Regions from separate parts of the Zea mays genome. Here all the other regions are linked to region 3. Evidence: chromatin contacts called from public Hi-C data. All regions are on one chromosome and are shown on one strand. Each heading gives the region's core, a stretch centred on a gene start, on an enhancer-like site or on the middle of the called end of the contact. The rest is flanking DNA. Distances are from core to core; before and after follow the strand shown. Region 1 holds the start of LOC100381699 (DNA damage-binding protein 2). Region 2 holds the start of LOC103634814 (protein SUPPRESSOR OF K(+) TRANSPORT GROWTH DEFECT 1). Region 3 holds the start of LOC100277683.

Evidence for each region. A called contact is a pair of places that touch in the nucleus more often than the background predicts.
Region 1: a Hi-C map of ear shows a contact between it and region 3, with 2.5 times the contacts expected there. The contact joins the promoter of LOC100381699 here to the promoter of LOC100277683 in region 3. A contact is called at or near these places in 6 of 25 Hi-C or Micro-C datasets (ear, leaf and tassel) and 2 of 3 datasets of contacts at active chromatin or transcription factors (leaf and seedling).
Region 2: a Hi-C map of ear shows a contact between it and region 3, with 2.5 times the contacts expected there. The contact joins the promoter of LOC103634814 here to the promoter of LOC100277683 in region 3. A contact is called at or near these places in 4 of 25 Hi-C or Micro-C datasets (bundle sheath, ear, endosperm and 1 more).

What each region holds. Positions count from the first base shown.
Region 1 is chr8:14,025,651-14,029,437 of Zm-B73-REFERENCE-NAM-5.0, reverse strand. LOC100381699 (DNA damage-binding protein 2) reads left to right here and starts at 1,532. Exons shown (of 11, transcript XM_008657404.3): 1 at 1,532-1,941; 2 at 2,423-2,513; 3 at 3,652-3,779. The coding sequence starts at 1,630.
Region 2 is chr8:14,006,566-14,010,084 of Zm-B73-REFERENCE-NAM-5.0, reverse strand. It overlaps LOC103634814 (protein SUPPRESSOR OF K(+) TRANSPORT GROWTH DEFECT 1), which reads left to right and starts at 1,533. Exons shown (of 8, transcript XM_008657403.3): 1 at 1,533-2,282; 2 at 2,951-3,056. The coding sequence starts at 1,544.
Region 3 is chr8:14,180,371-14,184,198 of Zm-B73-REFERENCE-NAM-5.0, reverse strand. It overlaps LOC100277683, which reads right to left and starts at 1,809. Exons shown (of 11, transcript NM_001151186.2): 1 at 1,421-1,809; 2 at 907-973; 3 at 745-815. The coding sequence starts at 1,536.

The sequences.
Region 1 (3,787 bases), core at 283-2,782, 150 kb after region 3:
TTTGATACCTGTATAACTTATTAGAGCAAACTAGTTAGTCCAATTGTTTGTGTTGGGCAATTAAACCACCAAAATTATTTAGGAACTAGGTGTAAGTCTAATTCCCTTTCATTATCCGTTACAAATATTACAAATAAAGAAAATAGCAGCCGTTATCGTTTACTCCATACTAAAGCCGTATGATTGCTTGAGACTTAATCATAATAAATTATATTCTTCAATCATCTTAAGCATATGCTTTCTTAGCGCTAAAATATAAATTTGACATCAGTATACTACTGAGCGAAGTGCTGCATCAATATCTTCTGTGCTTGCGGAGTTAACCAGTATTATCATAAAAAAAGTATCAACTGTCAACATCACCAAAATTAATTTAAAGCTCGGAAGCTAACTAAGAGTTTATACAGATGGTAAATGTACATAAGATATTATCAGGAAAAGAAAAGAAGATGGTGATATATGTGTATTTTGTTAGTGTCTTTAATGTATCAAAATTATTTTTAAAACTATTTATTTTGCGACCGAAGAAATATATCTATTTTTTTGGGAATAAAGAAAACTACTAGGGCACTTTAGGGGGGAAATCCTTATAATTGAATGGCTAGTTCAGAGTCGTTGGGTCACGAATAGGCCGCAAGACTATTCATTGTTGGCTTTACACGAGTCACGAGTGGCCGCTAGAGAGAGAGCAGGCGACGCTGCTCATCCCGTTCCTGGTGCTGAGAAGTTGATCGTGGCAACAAATTTCACAGGTCAGCTCACTTCAATAATACTGTACATCTTTAATCTAAACGTCGCATTAAAATCAGGTTGTTTGTGTCGAAGATGAAAGGTGAGTTTTTTTTAATTTATCAAGGCATCTGAGTAGATATGTAGACTATTATCCATGGTTCTAAAATATAGTTGTTTCTAGTCACGCATTCAAATAAATATAGACATACATACCAACTATATTTATAATAATATATATTTAGTTTAAAAGTTTAGATACATGAAGTATTAATTTAGTATGTGTAAACACAATTAATAGTAAGGAAAAAATTGGCAAATCTAGCTAAGACAAATATTGTACATTTTTTGTTATAAGTTGTAATGGTCATAGATATCTTATTGTAGGCAAATGGTCATAGATATCTAATCTCACTGAATATAGTTTATTACTCTCTCTCGTGGATAGAAAGTTTTTCATCATAAAACTCTTACAAAAAATCTGACCTTGAGGCAAAATATAGTTCTTTCTAGTTTTTTTACTTTAAATGAATGATAATAAATATAAACATACATACAAACCATATTTATAGGTTAATTAATGAATATATATTTAGTCTAAAACACATTATATTTTAGGACAGTTAGAGTAAGACATTAACATTAGACTAGTTTGGATACACCTTTTTTCTATGAGATAGAAGAAAAAAAAATGAAGGAGACTATAGAGGAATTAATCCGATTTTCCAAACTTTTATTAAATAAATTTCTTGAAAAAATGGTTAATCTAAATTAGCCATAAAGCTAAGCAGACGCCGAACTCATAAACCCCACCACAGCCCAGACCAACCGCCTCGCCTGCCGTTCCCCTCCACGTCTCCCCATTCCCGCCTCCCGAGACCTGAACCCTGTTGGGGACACATGGGCCCCACAACCCGCGCTCACTTCGTCTACAATCGCCGCCGCCGCCGCCGCCGAGGCGGGCGGCACGCTGTCGAGGAGGCTTCCGACGAGGAGCAGCAGCAGATGGATAGCTCCTCCTCATCCTCCGACGAAGAAGGAGATCAGGAAGAAGATGCCGAAGCCTCCGGAGAGGACGTCGATGACGAGGAAGAAGAGGAAGCGGTCGCTGCCGAGCCTGCGCCCAAGCAGCCACCCGCAGCTGCGGCGGCGGGGGAGAAGAGGGGCCGAAGGAAGGGCTCGATCACCATTAGCCTGAAGAAAGTGTGCAAGGTAGTGGTCGGTGCAATAAATCTCAAGACTTTGTAGCTATTTTGCCCCATGTTCAGTTCTTGCTATGTGCCTTCCATGTGTGTTCAGAAAGACGGCTTATTTCTGGGGCCTGGATCCCAACTTGAATTTTAGAGATAGAAAACGTTTCGTTTTCACGCTCATTTTGACCATTTGGGGTTGGATTAGGAAGGGTCGCTCAATGTATCCGTTATTGCCTAATTCCTAATTTCGAATACGAAAAACGGGCTGTTATTTTTCTTGTATAACATGTTATTCTACCTGCGCTTTGGACCCAATGGGAAATGTCTATCCGTTATGCGTTTGGTTTGTAATGGCGCCTCCTTTTCTGTTCACTTCAGCAATATTTCGAGTTTCTTTGTCGCAAAGATTTTCTTTTACAATGGTGTAGTGTCTATGATTCCCTTCGTATGCATTTCTCGCGCTAGGGTTTTCATGTGTTCTTCGTTGTGCCTGGTTGCAGGCGTGCAAAAGGACAGGGCACCAGGCAGGGTTCAAGGGGGCTGTGTACATCGACTGCCCCATGAAGCCTTGCTTCTTATGCAAGATGCCAGGTTGTGAGCTCTAAGCTTTTGTGGTACAAGAGTCACTAAATTAGTGTTCATGTTAGTATTGTCGAAGGATTCTTGTTTAAACTAACGCCAATGAAATTAGGTTAGGCTAATTATTATTTTTGAAAAGACCAGGAGGGGTTGCCTACTACTGTTTAATACAGTTTATATCATGCTAATTATTTATGTGAAAGAGAAAAAAACTGAAAGAAGTTGCAATGGTGAACCAGCATCAGTATTATTTCCTTGTGTTTTCGTGTGCCATTTCATTAAGAAAGAAAAGAGGTACCCCTCCTGAGGATTAGAAGCTCCAACGGTAAAACAATACAGCACACACATGCAAAAGAAAGATAAACACACAAGCACGACCCTTAGGACAAAATCCTGGAAGGGTGGTACTCCAGCTAGACACCACAAATGCCCTTCAGCGGCCACCGACTGAATCACACTTTGTGTATCCGGCTTAACTCTCTCAAAGCCACATACACTCCTATGTCTCCACAGCTCCCAGGAGACTAGCATTCCGCGCCTCCTTAGGCAAAGATGCAGGTGCTCGACACCCAGGAATTTAGGCTAATATCAGCATCAGGTGGCCTCACAATCTGATTTAATCTTTGTAGCACCAAAGTCCAACCTCCGTGGCAAACACACAGGAAGAAAGCACATGGTTGATTGTTTCCACTGCTTGGTCACAAAAGGGGCAGGCTGGCTGATGGGACAACCCACATTTGGCCAAACAGTCTGAAGTCCAGCAGCGGCTATTGATGGCCAGCCAAATAAAAAATTTGCAGTTTCCTAAAGCCCAAATCTTGCAAATCCTTTTCCAAGGAGAGAACCTGATGGTGCCAACAAACATAGCATTAAAAGCCAATTTTCTGCTGTAACTACCAGAAGAAGATAACACCCAGGGATTTAAAGCTGCTTCCTAATGCTTCATAGCAGTTTACATGTTTTACTTATGATTTCAAAGCTTTATCAACATTATCAAATGAATCTTAGAATACAAGTCCACAATGTATCCTTAGATGAAAATGACATGGATGCTGATTTTCTCAGTCACCATATCCACAATGGATCCTTATATGAAAATGACATGAATGTTGATTTTCTGTCATCAACACTAAGTTTTCGTCATGGACAGGTCATACAACCTTGACTTGCCCACATAGAGTAACAATGGAGCATGGTGTTATCCCAGCGCCTAAAAGGAATGCAAACACTTCTCTGGATTATGTCTTCCAGAGCCAAGTCAAGGGAAAGATTCCCATGGTACAGAG
Region 2 (3,519 bases), core at 284-2,783, 170 kb after region 3:
CTGATGGAGGGACAGCTGTTGGAGCGGTCGAGTCCCTGCTGACGTTGTCCTGCTTCCGTAAGAGAGCTAGGGGCCGCCGTCGTCATAGAGCTTGTGGAGCGCCATCATTGCCTCTCTGGCGGAGCTGGCCGGATGAGACGCCGGTCTTGTTCTCCGTGACCCGAGTCGATTCGGGGTGGGATGATGATGGCGCCTCCTGTTGACGTGGCGGTCTGTGCCCTAGGCAGGGCGACGTGGGGTTTCCTCCGAAGCCGAGGTTGAGTCTGCCTTCTGTTGCCGTGGCCGAGCCCGAGCCAAGGGGTCGGTCGAGGCGGAAGTCGTTCGGCCGAGGCCAGGGCGGAGTCCGAGCCCTGGGGTCGGGCGAGGCGGAGTTTCGTCGTCTTCCGGGTCTTAGCCCGAGTCCGAGCCCTGGGGTCGGGCGGAGCGGAGTTCGCCGTCTTCCGGGTCTTAGCCCGAGTCCGAGCCCTGGGGTCGGGCGGAGCGGAGTTCGCCGTCTTCCGGGTCTTAGCCCGAGTCCGAGCCCTGGGGTCGGGCGGAGCGGAGTTCGCCGTCTTCCGGGTCTTAGCCCGAGTCCGAGCCCTGGGGTCGGGCGGAGCGGAGTTTGCCGTGGCGCCTTTGTCGAGGCCTGACTGCCTGTCAGACTTACTCTGTCGAGTGGCGCTGCAGTCGGAGTGGCGCAGGCGGCGCTGTCCTTCTGTCAGACTGGCCAGTGGAGCGGTGGAGTGACGGCGGTCACCTCGGCTCTGCTGGAGGCGCGTGTCAGGATAGAGGTGTCAGGCCTCCTGTGCGTTAAATGCCCCTGCAATTTGGTCAGTCGGTGTGGTGATTTAGTCAAGGTTGCTTCTGAGCGAAGCCAAGGCCTTGGGCGAGCCGGTGATGTGTCCGCCATAAAAAGGGGGCCTCGGGCGAGACGGAAGTCTCTCGAGGTCGGCTGCCTTCGGCCGAGGCTAGGCTCGGGTGAAGCGTGATCGAGTCACTCGTGTGGACTGATCCCTGACTTAATCATGCCCATCAGGCCTTTGCAGCTTTATGCTGATGGGGGTTACCAGCTGAGAATTAGGCGTCTTGAGGGTACCCCTAATTATGGTCCCCGACAAATCTATTCTGATTCTTAGGGGAATTATAGGTTTACGGTTTCTAATTCTCAAGTAAATCTGAGAAATATTTCTTGTTCATTCAAAATCCTAGTCTTTGAAGAACGTGATTCTTAAGTTTCTCTGTAAGACGTAGTTTTGGGTTGTTTGGAGATTCCGATGTACCTAGAGAAAAGTAGTTTGAGAAATTATCTACTAAACCCACTTATAGTTAGATCTAGCAATAAAAAAGACATTTCTACCGCAAAGAGTCTGACTAGTTCGTCTATGTAAACGTTAAGCAACTAAATCCTTGCTAAATGGGCCTGGATCATGAAAAACCACGAGTTGGTTTGAGATTGCCTGGCAATTCTAAGATACATCTCTAATATTCTTTATACGGTTTAATGAAACAAAATTATACGTTAAGCCTATAGCATCACCATCATACAGTAAAGATAGGCAAATGAATGCCACCTATTCTTTTTTCTCCGCAGCCAAAACACGCTTCTCCCTTCCCATCTTTTCCTTTCCTCTCCCTCGTCTCGTCTCGTCTTCGTTCCCCTTTCCTCCTGCGCACCCCGTCTTCTCCTCACCGCGTCAAACCCCAGCACAAATCAACCGCCCGCCGCCTCCGCTCCCCTCCCGTCCCGAATCAGCCGCTGCGGTGCCCAATCCGGCCGATCCCCCCTCCTATCCGCCGCAGAGGCGGCGCCTCTGGGCCTACCCCGATGTATAGCAACTTCAAGGAGCAGGCGATCGAGTACGTCAAGCAGGCGGTCCAGGAGGACAATGCCGGCAACTACGTCAAGGCGTTCCCTCTCTACATGAACGCGCTCGAGTACTTCAAGACCCATCTCAAGTACGAGAAGAACCCCAAGATCAAGGAGGCCATCACCGCCAAGTTCACCGAGTACCTCCGCCGCGCCGAGGAGATCCGGGCCGTCCTCGACGAGGGCGGCGCGGGGCCGGGGGCCAACGGAGGTGACGCAGCCGTCGCCACGCGCCCCAAGACCAAGGGCAAGGACGGCGACGGGGGCAACGGAGGGGATGACTCCGAGCAGTCCAAGCTCAGGGCGGGGCTCAACTCTGCCATCATCACCGAGAAGCCCAACGTCAAGTGGAACGACGTTGCTGGCCTCGAGAGCGCCAAGCAAGCTCTGCAGGAGGCCGTCATATTGCCGGTCAAGTTCCCACAGTTCTTCACGGGTGAGCTACGGGTTATCCTTTTTTTTTTCTTTTTATTCTTTGATCCTGATAAAAGTTTCGTGATTGTAATCGTTATGGTGCCTTGCTATGGGGTCGCAAAGGCTTTGCAGATCTTTATTATATTTGTTAAATTGGATGGGGGGTGAGCTAGGGTTGATACAACTATCCACTGTTAGGTAGCGAATAACGAAACATCTTTTGCTGTCGAAAGTGATTATCGAATATTTGATTGATTGATAACCGGCGCTATGATTTTTTTGTTTTCATTTTTACATGATGATTTATGTTGTTGGGCGAGACCATTTCTAGAGGCCATATGTTTGACTACTTAGGTTATTTTTCGGTTGGTAAACCTTTCAAGAGCATTGCTAACTGTTAAATTACCTACACAGAATATCGATATCAACTGGGATTAAAACAACAACCCCTTTTCATGTTAAAAAGTGTGAACTGAAAGATGGTTCAATTCAAAATTCAAAAGGATCAAACATGCTATTTTAAGAATATATGCACAATTGCATTCATATGATTATTCTGCTAGTTTTGTACCAAAGATTATGACTGGCTACTTGATTCAAATCTAGAATTTATTGACCTGGTAAAAATTTATTTTCAATTTTGAATGGTTTGTTTGCCAGTATGAACTAATGAAGAATGCTATCCCTTAGGCAAGCGGAGGCCTTGGAGGGCGTTTCTTTTATATGGCCCTCCTGGAACAGGAAAGTCTTACTTGGCAAAAGCCGTCGCAACCGAGGCTGATTCAACATTTTTCAGGTAGATAATTGTATATTCATCACTACACCAGTTCCCTTTAGTTTGCTCTTTTATAGACATGTTCTTTTTATGCTTTGGTTTTGAAACAAAAACTGTTTTAAGCTTTTGCTGCATATCTCTTGATATGCTTCCTTTGGCTGTCATATGTCTGAACTCTTACTATATCTATCTTACATATTTCACCTACCAGTGACAACATTATTATTCAACAAATTTTCAGTGCGTTGTAGTGTCTGCCAATTTAAGAATTCTTAGGCATTCTGCACCGCTGACACATTTGTGTAGTACCTAGAGTCTTCACATAACACTTCATTTGTAGCATCACACTTTTTCTTGGTTTCAGGGAATAGATTATTTTATTTGAGGACAGTACACACCATGTCTCACATAAATTATTGATTTATATGGACGGGTGCGATGGATTTGTATGGGCTATTTATAAAAAAAGCTGTAACTATTTCAC
Region 3 (3,828 bases), core at 560-3,059:
GCATTGATTAGGAGTGCATGGAAAACAACTATTCATGTGTCTTAACCATGACTACTGGTTTCGGTTGAATTTTAACTCTAGTCTATCTCAACTTAAAAAAACTCGACCTGCGGGGGTAAGACCGCCCCAACGACATTATATTAAGAATACATTCTCACGCAGATCGAGAAAACCCATGTCCCACCCATACACAATGGCACCGTAGCCCATACCGTGACCGGACCTTAGACCTGTGATTTGGTGTGAGACGAGGAAATTTTTTAAACCACAACACGAAAATTCGTTCTCACAGGGAATCGAACCCAGGACTTGAGAAGTGCTACTCAGACCACCTAATCAACTCAGCTATCGCACTCTACCCCAACTCATACGGAACTAAAATGTTTTGTTGTTGTTGTTTTGGCAAATAGACGAGCTATTGTACTTGTGCTCACTTATTAATTCAGTTATACTAATTAAATGAATAAGTCTGAAACCAGACGATTCGATGCAGTAGCATAAGGAACAGTTCCAAGGCATATTATTCTTTTAGGTAAGGTATAGTTATGATCTGGATTAAAGTCTCTCCTTCGTACGGAGTAGAAGCGCAGCAAATGTTTCTTAGTGGCAGCTTTTATACAGAGTAGGCATTCTCAATTCATTGTTTGAACAGCAACAAGAAAACTCAGGCCTTCATAAAATATTGCCTGAACTGCTACTGATATTTTAAGACAGAAGTTGGCACAAGCATCCTGGAAGACTTACCTCCATGAACCTATAACCTTGGCGCCATGGAACTCTTGGGGAACTCCCTCATGATTGGTCACAACAATGACCTGAAGAATACAACTAAACCAAATTAATCGACACCAACTAATCTGCTGCCCCTCTAATATCGACCTTACCAAATGACAGTAAAACACGCACCTCGTCCCCCATTTCTCGCAAATGTTTGATGAAGTTCTGGAACCGGTTCTTATACCCAGAGATGTATCTGCAGACACCAAGACGCAGAGTTAGTTGCAATAGTGAGAGCATTCTCATGAAAAAAACAGTCTAGGATATGCTTCTTTTCTGGCAGACCTTACAAGTTATATAACTGACCATTATGATTCATTCGTCTTTCTTCGTGAATTCTACTAAGCTCAGCTAGTTTCGTTCTTAATCGTGGCATTAAATTAGCTGAAATCTTAATCCACTTCTATCCACTCTTCACAAATCCCAATTCCCAAGAAAGATCCAAACTTTTTCGGCAAACAATAGAGAGCTTGGAAGGACATCGACTCAGGGCTCAGTCAGAGTGAAAACCTTCGCCGTTCCCGGGGTCTGGGGATAACCTCATGGATCCAGCCAAGAGTGCGCACAAGAACCAACCCTGACAAAACCCGCACCAAGAAAAAAAAATGGAAACAACATAGCAGGGTCCGACGAGGAGGCTTACGCGAACGGAGACGGCTCGACGAAGAGCGCGACGCGGCGCGGCCGCATGGCCTCGTCCAGGACCGGCGGCGGCGCCTCCTCCAGGTCATCCTTGACCTCCTTCCCGCCAATCGCCATTGCCCCTGCGGCCACCGGAGGAGACAGAGCAGAGCGGCAATCCTTGGGCTTGCGCAAGCGTGCACGGCGCTTGTGTTCTACCTGCGTGGCTGCGTGTGATGATTTGTACGAGCAAGGAAGAGGGCGAGGTCGCCGTTGCGTATATAAGCGGGAGAAGGACTGAAGACGATGAAGAAGGCGGGCCTGGGTTGGAACTGCGGGGATATTCCATCGTCGGAGGGGAATATTGGAGGGAACCAGCTGGGGTGAGAACTTTGTAGGCATATGCTCTCCGCTGCAAGATCTCATCTCCTCGCCTTGATGAGCGAATGGTTTCCGGCGGCCAAATTGCGGTTTTTTTGCAAATAATTGGGGAGTAGTGGGGACCAGCGATCTTGAACTCTTCCCATACAATATTCGGTGATGTGTAAGTGTGCAGTTTGAGCATGGTTTTGTTCTGACCACCTTGCTAAATACAGGAGTGCCTTTTTCTCGGCAAATTCTTGAAAACCTACGTCCCTTTGGATCGCTGGATTAAACTTTGGCTTTATAATTATTACTCTCTCCGATCTAAAATAGTAGTCGTTTTAGCTCTAGCTTTTTATGTCTATACTCGTATGAATATATATATATATATATATATATATAAAAGAAATACATTAATTATTGTATGAATCTGATAAATAGGTAAAATAATTTTTAATTTAGGATGGGGGCTAAAATTTAGTCTAGTTTAACTAAATGGGTTGAACCAGATAAACCTATTACGTGGTTTTGAGAGAGCGGAAGTGTTTCTGTTTTTTATTTGGTTCATATAATAGACATCATGGTAATAAACTATATGTTATCTATTGTTTTTAGTTTGCCTCTGATGTTAGGAGGGGCAAAACTTAGTACTCCCTCCGTTCTTTTTTATTTGTCTCGGTTTAGTTAAAAAATGAACTAGCGGGTGACAAATATTCGAGAACGGATGTAATATAAGCTATTAAGCTAACATGGGCATAACCCCTGTGTTATATATGATTCCGCACAAATCTTGTTTCTCATTATCTTATTGCACTTGAAAATAATCTTGATTTTTTCATAACCTAGTGACATTTGATGCATGGTCCTTTCCATCTTAGATCAAGCTCCACCACTAGATGTTAATGGGGGTCTTAGTGTTAGCCACGCAGCCTCCAAGCACATAAATAGTCGTCATTGATGTGGCCCTTGACACCTGCTCCATGCACCTCCATGGATGGCAACCCACCTCTAGTCACCAAGCTACCTCCACCTGTCGTTGTCAATCACACATGTTCGCCCTCCTCTGGCCAACCATGCCATCCTTGGGCATACTCACCACATCTGCCCATCCTCAATCACCTTGACCCGCAAGAGCTCCATATATTTCTCGATCAGCTCCACCACATCTGCCCCAATGGGTTTCCTCCACCTAAAGGAGCTATCTGCAGTGATCCTTGCAGGAGCTTGCACTAGATCCATTAAGGGTTCACACTAGAGCTCCATGCCATCTCTGGCAACCACCTCTACGAGCTCCAATTTAGGCAAGCCTACGAGAAGAAGAGGAAAGCACACTAACACTTGGTTGTGAAGGATGTCTGAGTTCCTCTAATTGTAGGTGAATGTACCAAATCTAAAGGAAATATATAACCATTTAGGGATGACTCCGTCCATCTTGCCACTCAATCAAGCACCACTAAAATATGATTGCCCTAACATGTCCTCCATCCTCCCTTAAACCTACTGCTACCTAAGAGGTGGAGTAATTTTGGGTCTAGCCTAACTAGTTGTTAATCGCTCTTATTATTCCATGTTTCCAAACAACATGACACTAAACTTTAGTCGTCTAAACTTGACCATGTAAACTTTAATTGGACTAAGAACCGATTTGGATGGACTAGAACTAATCATTAGAATTGGCTAAAAATTATAGCTACCTAAACATGGATAACTAATAATGTTCCCAGTGGTGTTTGAATCCTAGCTAATAGTTAGACGCAATGGTTGGATCTAGAATAGTATGTCCTTGTGTTTTTCTCCTCACATAGGCTTCTTCCCCTCACTACTGATTTATTGTCATCCAGTTGGTTTTTTAGATGTCTCCTCTTTCCATGGCGCCCCACATCTCTTTTCCTCATATGTATCTTCATTCTCTCTCTCCCAAACTCAATTTAGATAATCGTGCCACGCTCAGTCGTGTCATGATGCATGTGGATGATCTATGGTAGAGGGGCACAATAGGCTTGATAAACACCACCCTTTAGATCATGGCAACCCTTCCCTTATCGAAGTGAGGTTAGAGGAGGAGAT